Linked DNA regions of Columba livia: region 2 is linked to region 1. A link is a contact called in public Hi-C data. All regions are on one chromosome and are shown on one strand. Each heading gives the region's core, a stretch centred on a gene start, on an enhancer-like site or on the middle of the called end of the contact. The rest is flanking DNA. Distances are from core to core; before and after follow the strand shown.

The links. A called contact is a pair of places that touch in the nucleus more often than the background predicts.
Region 2: a Hi-C map of crop shows a contact between it and region 1, with 2.2 times the contacts expected there. The contact joins the promoter of LOC102090381 here to the enhancer-like site in region 1. A contact is called at or near these places in 2 of 2 Hi-C or Micro-C datasets (crop and liver).

The regions. Positions count from the first base shown.
Region 1 is chr5:51,880,039-51,883,110 of bColLiv1.pat.W.v2, forward strand. No RefSeq gene overlaps it. Among named protein-coding and RNA genes, the nearest start is that of MOB2, 7.3 kb to the left of the region's middle. Within about 2 kb of position 1,308, at least 1 of the 3 cell types and tissues checked has an H3K27ac peak away from gene starts, as active enhancers do.
Region 2 is chr5:51,997,264-52,000,229 of bColLiv1.pat.W.v2, forward strand. LOC102090381 (cytosolic 5'-nucleotidase 1A) reads right to left here and starts at 1,549. Exons shown (of 7, transcript XM_021299480.2): 1 at 1,407-1,549. It overlaps SYT8 (synaptotagmin 8), which reads left to right and starts at 2,232. Exons shown (of 12, transcript XM_065065108.1): 1 at 2,232-2,462. The coding sequence starts at 2,393.

The DNA.
Region 1 (3,072 bases), core at 58-2,557:
GTGTGTCAGAGAGCTCTGTAAGCTGCATGAGTGTGTGTTTCCTCTTGTCCTCGTACTGGCAATACCATGTCATTGTGGACAGGCTGTAACCAAAGCCATGCTCTCATCTTGCCTGACCAACACTAGCCAATTTGAATGGCCCCCTCAGATAGGGGAAGCAGGATCCATACACCAGCTCCCATGTAGCTTGCCATAGCTGGTGCTGATTTTCCTTACAGATGAGCTCTTCCCTGAGTGTATCTTATCCTACTGCCTGTATCAGGGTGGAGAAAAGGGCATAGGGTGAGAAACAGGGGATGTATTCTTAATTTTTGAGAGGCATGTCTGCCCAGTGTGGTTGGGTTGCAGGCTACCTGGAAGCAAAAGATGCTGCACACAAGTGGGAGCCAGGATTTGCTCATTCCCCCTGCGTTTGCAGGAAGATGGAGACGGTGCCGGAAATTGTTTGCATTATTCTCCTAATGCTGCATCTCTCTCCCAGATGGCAAAACTCCCCCTAGGCCTCCACCTCAAAAAAACCCAGCAAGCAGCAAAGAGCCTGTAAGTCTGTTTTTCAGAGTCCTGGATGCTTTTAACCAGTCCTTGACATTGTTGGAAAGCCAAAGAACAACTTTCTGGCATGTCTTTACCTCTGGTGCAGCTACAGGTAAAGCAGCTCACCAGATGACCTCTAAAGTTTCCTCGGAGCCTATGTCACCCCTCCTGCAAGGCAAGGAGTTGGGCAGCCCATCTACACATGCATGGGGCACTTCTCATGCAGGGCAGAGTTTGGCCCCCACAGCTGTATGCCCAAATGGAAGCAGCCCTGGATTTGCAAGCCCTAGGGATGACAGTGGGACTCACGTGCTAGGATCACACCCAAAGATTTTGTTTGCGGGTTCTGTGTGCCCAGCTCGGAGCAAGCTGTGTGCCCTCAGCCTGCTCACCTAATGAGAACGAGCAGCCGGCTGGATCCAGACAGCAGCTCTGTGTCCATGCCCCTGCTGAGGCCGGGGGCTCAGCATCCCGCAGGCGTTCAGCCCCGCGCAGGGTTGGAGCCTGCGGTACAAAGGAGGCCTCCAATGGCTGCATTAAAGTGTTCCCAGCCCCCACCGATTACAAAGGGTGCCTGGCAGAACAGGAGTCTGTTTGTCTGCTGCGCTCTGCACTAACAGTTGCTTCTGTAAATACATCTCACATGAGCAATTAGCCCTGACAATTTAGAGGTCCTGTCTCTGCCGAGTGGTTCAGAGAAGCTGCTCTTTCACAGGGCACCAAAGACAAGTTCAAACAGCTAGATGTCCCCAGCCTGCCGCTTTCCTGGAGAGACCACAGGTCTGGGTCTGAAAAGCGTCCCTTCCTCTCTGCTGCAGCCCCCTCGGCTGGGACTCAGTGCCTTGACGTGACACGTGTGACACCACCACTCTCAAAACCATCCCCGACGATGACCAAGCACAGAGCAGCGTGGGCCTGTGCAGGAAAGGGGCACACATTACTCTTCAGGTCCTGTGACACCCTGGGTGCAGGGAGAAGTTATTTTAAGGATGCAGGAAATATTATGCTATGAAATTGAAGCTGGCTCCCACTGTGCTTGGAAACCACCCAGCCCAGCTCAGCAGCCATTCTTATCACTGTCTAAATGCAATTGTAATTATTTCTTCTCTCCATCCTTCCTCACATTGCTGGCATTTTTCTCCTCTTTCATCTGGCACAATTAAAACCAAAAACCAACCCAGGAAAAGCACTAATCAGTTATTATTCATGCATATTTGCAATGCCAGGTAGAGGCCTCAGCTGGACAGCAGGGCTGCCTGTGCCAGGCTCTGGTCATTGCAAAAAAAAAAAAAAAAACACAAACAGAATTATTAATACCAAAGCCCTGGAAGTCCTGGGTACATATCTGGAGGGGAGATGTCAAATGCAATGAGCACATTGCAATCAGTATGCCTTGATGCACAAGCCTCTTCTCCTTACAGTTCACTCTGTGCTAAAAAAATAAAAGGGGAAGAGGCAGGGAGAAGTAGACAGGAGATGGTCACCCCCAAGCATGGGACAGCCTGCTGCCTGCTGTCTAGGACTGTCTGAAAAGGGCAAGTCCTGTGTCCCACATTGCTGTTGTGGAAGGAAAGGGAGCTTTTGCTAATGCTGCTGCTCTCTTTCTTTTCTGGCCCTGCTGCATGAACTCAGTTCACCACCTGTACATGTTCCCAGCAGCAAATGCAACCAATTTTTTTTGGGGTGGAAACTGAAGCTGAATTGTTCCTAGGCTGCTATCACTTGCTCCTATGCTGGTATTGTTGGAGTCCAGCTTCAGGAAGATAGCCAGTCTTGCAAGAATGGGGAGCAAAAAAAAAAAGTGACACTATGACACTATGTTTGTTAACATATTTGTACACAGCAGAACCCCCACATCTGCTTTACTTTGCCAACACCTATGCTAAAGAGAAATATCTTTATTTTGCCACATTTGGAATTGGGCAACAAAGCTCTATTCCCAGATTGTGAGATGGATCAAGACTCCCCTATGATTCCTGGTGCCAGCCTGCAGTCCCCGGGGCTTCACATCCCGAGAAGACTCAATGGCACCATCTGATGGCTGTCAGAAAAGCAAGCAGTACAAACGGCTCCTGGAGATGCAGTTGTGGGGGGATGATTCATCCCGTCCAGTAACATGGTTTCTAGCTAGCCGCAGACGGATTAGTGGTCTTTCTGGACAGAATAGGAGGCTTTGGAAAGGATTCAGAAGCACTGAGAGTTGGGATGGTTTGGTCTGCATGGTGGGAATGCTACCCCCTTCCTCACTTGGCTCCTCTAGCACTGACAGAAGAGAAACAGCAGCACATCTGGAGTAGGTACATGGAAAACGGGGCTGGGTGACAGCCAACTTGCAGGCAAAAATGTAGTGTGCTGCTAAGGGTCCCCAAAGCCAGCTCAGAGCAGAGTACACAGTGCCAGAATTGGTGTGCTGGTAGAAACAAACAAACAAAAAGAAACTGCTAAAGCAACCTGAAGAAGGGAAGGTGCAATTCTCTCTAGAGCTGCTGGGGAGGATTTGGGGTGCATGGGTGTCCACATGAGACTCTGTTGATGCAG
Region 2 (2,966 bases), core at 299-2,798, 120 kb after region 1:
TCTCCTGAGCAGTGAGAAGTTTACCTCTAACCGAATTTCAGCCAAGCACTCTTCTAAAAGTGAAAATGAAATGAGAGGAGGCAATGGAGCTGAGCAGCCCTTCCTGGAGGGAGAACACCACCTCTAATTTCTGCTCTTGTCGTTCCAAGTGTCCCAAACCCAGCCTGACTTCTCCTTTCCATCTACCTACCTCTAATAACGGCAGTATTGTTTACATACAGATATGCACACAGGCACCCATCTCCGCTGCAAGCCCCCCCATGCCCGCAGTGCGAGACGCGCAGGAAAGCGTCGCAGGCGGATGCTGGCAAGTCCGGCAGCTCCACCTGCAGCTGCGGACGCGGAGCAGCTCCCGCTCCCCGCACACACCGGAGCTTCGCTGGAGACAAAAACCCAAACTCACCGCAAGCGCTGCCTCCACTCCCGGCGCAGCCTGTCTGGTGGCAGCAGCCAAACTTTGCCCAAGACGCCGCCGTTTATATTTCCCCCTCCCCGCGCTGGCAGGAAGCTGGAGGAGCCAGGCGGGGTGCAGCTCCGCTCCCCGGGCTGCTGGGATGTGTAGGCAGCGGCGGGGCTGGCGCCGTGCCCGGGCCAGGCTGCATCCGCAACCGGCATCGCGCCGGCGGCTCATGGCTGCCGGGGCCGGCCTAGGACACGGGCACGCTCTGGGGAAGGGGCTCAGGTCCTGCTTTTTGGGCCTTTTCGGAGCTTGTGCTCAGTCGCCACTCGCTACTCACAGGTGCTGCAGTGGTGTCTATTTCTGTAGCCATGGTACTTACAGCGCACTATCAGACCTCTGTTTTCCCAGCCCTCAAATACATAATTGTTTTGACTGAAAATATAGGGGGATCTGTTCAAGAGAGGCTTGCAGATAATGCAGGTGTATGCAGGGAGCTGAGCCAGGGAGAAGGGCTGATGCAGATTGTGGCAGAGTGCAGTGGGGACTTGCCATATTTGTAAATTTACTGTAATGTTTTCAGGTCCCCTTTCCTGTCTTTTCTGGAGGCTGCCTGTTATGTACTGCAGGGGTGATTTTTGGGCTGGGACCTTGCTCCCCTGGGCAGGCTGTGCAGCACCCAGCCCTGCAAGGCTGGTGCTAGCCAGGGGCAGAGGGCTGACACAGAGGGGTGGCAGCCATCCTGCAGCTCTTCTCCTGCCCAGACGGGGCACATCCCTGCCCCAGTGCTGGAAGATGGACCAGAGCAGCAGCCTCCTCAGCCTGGCTCCTGCCAAAGAAGCTACTGATATGCTCAGCCTTTAGCATGTATGTGTAAGCCCCCTTTCCCTGACTGATTTTATTGGGGATGTTCCCTTTTCCCCTGCCCCTTTATGTATTTTTCCTATATATCCTCAGGGACTGCCAGTTTAGGGCAAAAAGTGTTTTGGCATCTACACATTCCTCTTACCGAGGTTTGCTGCAGCATCATCTCCTGCTCCTGGAGATGATGCTTTTCCTCTGAGCAGCAGGAATGCAGGGTGCTTCCACACAGGGCTGTGTTTCAGGTGGCTGAGAGGCAGCCCCAGCACCTCTTCCACGGCTGGGTGCCCATTGTGACAACACCTTGGTGGTCACAGGAAAATCTGGCAGGACTGGTGAGCTGGGGTAGCTGAGCAGAGCTGGGACAGGTCTGGTTTCTGGGGTCTCTCCCATCACATCAGTGTCAGCCACTGGTCACCTGTGGTAACACTTCCTGCTTCTGGCACTGCCCCAAATTCTTGGGCTGACTTTGCTGAATTGGCAGCAAGCAACGGAAGTGTGCAAACATAAATTTAATGAGACAGGGATGCCAGTGAAATTGCTCCTGGCCATGTTCCTGGTGCTGGTCTAGTTGGTGCTGGGGGACAGAGCCACCCAAGCAGCGGCCTTTCACCCCATCTGTCCTCCCTGCCATGTTGGAGCTGAGCATCTCTGTTCATCCCCACTGCTGCACACGTTTCCCAGGCCCTCACATGGTGCCCCTGGGAGCCAATGAGCTGGGCTCCCTGGGTGCAGAGCTCCTCTGGGATGGACCCGTCCCCTTGCAAGTGTCCATCCCCTTGTGCTGAGTGTCTGCAGCCACATGGTCCAGCCCAGCATCACTGCAGAGATAACTTGAAGAAGCAAATTTGCTGGGCTGCAGAGCCTGGCAGCGATGCCCACCAGCTTCTCACAGGCAAGAGGGCAGGTTTTGCTTCCTGGTCTGGCAGGGAGTTCCCTGCTGGCTTTTCATATGCGTGAGCACCTCTTGGGTCAGTGGTGAGGTGGGGCTGACAGAGCTGCTGGGGCCACCCGGTTCCTGGGCTAGCAAAGCAGACTTTCCTGTTTTGGCTGTGACGCACAGACACCATCTCCACAGCACCCTTGGCTCTGTTTCTGGCAAGGTCCCATCTCACCCCACAACATGTCCCTGCCATGCATGGCAGCTGGCCCAGGAGTCTGTGCAGAGGGAAAGGGAGACTAAGGCTGAGAAGGAGACGTGACGGTAAGTCTGATTTTGGGACTCTGATCATGAGAGGGTGGAAGCGAGCAGCAGGGATCCCCCAGCTCCTTTTGCAGGAGCTGGGAAGCTCAGGCTCCTTGCAGAGCCCATCGAGGTTGTACTGCTTTGCCTGTACTGCCTCTCCTAGACTGCAGCAGTGCTATCGCCATTGTCCCCAAAACAGTGGCTCAGGTCACCCCATGGGGCTGGGCTAAACTTTTTTCTAAACTGGGGCAAATGACAGACTAATGTGACACAGCCCATGGGGATCTGGCAAGGAAAAAGTGATCTGACACCTAATTCTGTGCTGAGTGGGCACCTGCTCTCCTACACTGTTGTGTTCTCCTACCGCCACAGCCTGAAGCCACAGCCTGGCACCGGTCATTAAAGCTGCTGGCAGCAAGCCTGTGAGTGGAGTTCAGGTGTACAACGGTACAGACCTCCCAAGTGGCACTGGGCAAGTCACTTAACCTGCACACCGTTGCTCCAGTGATGATGCCGCAGGGA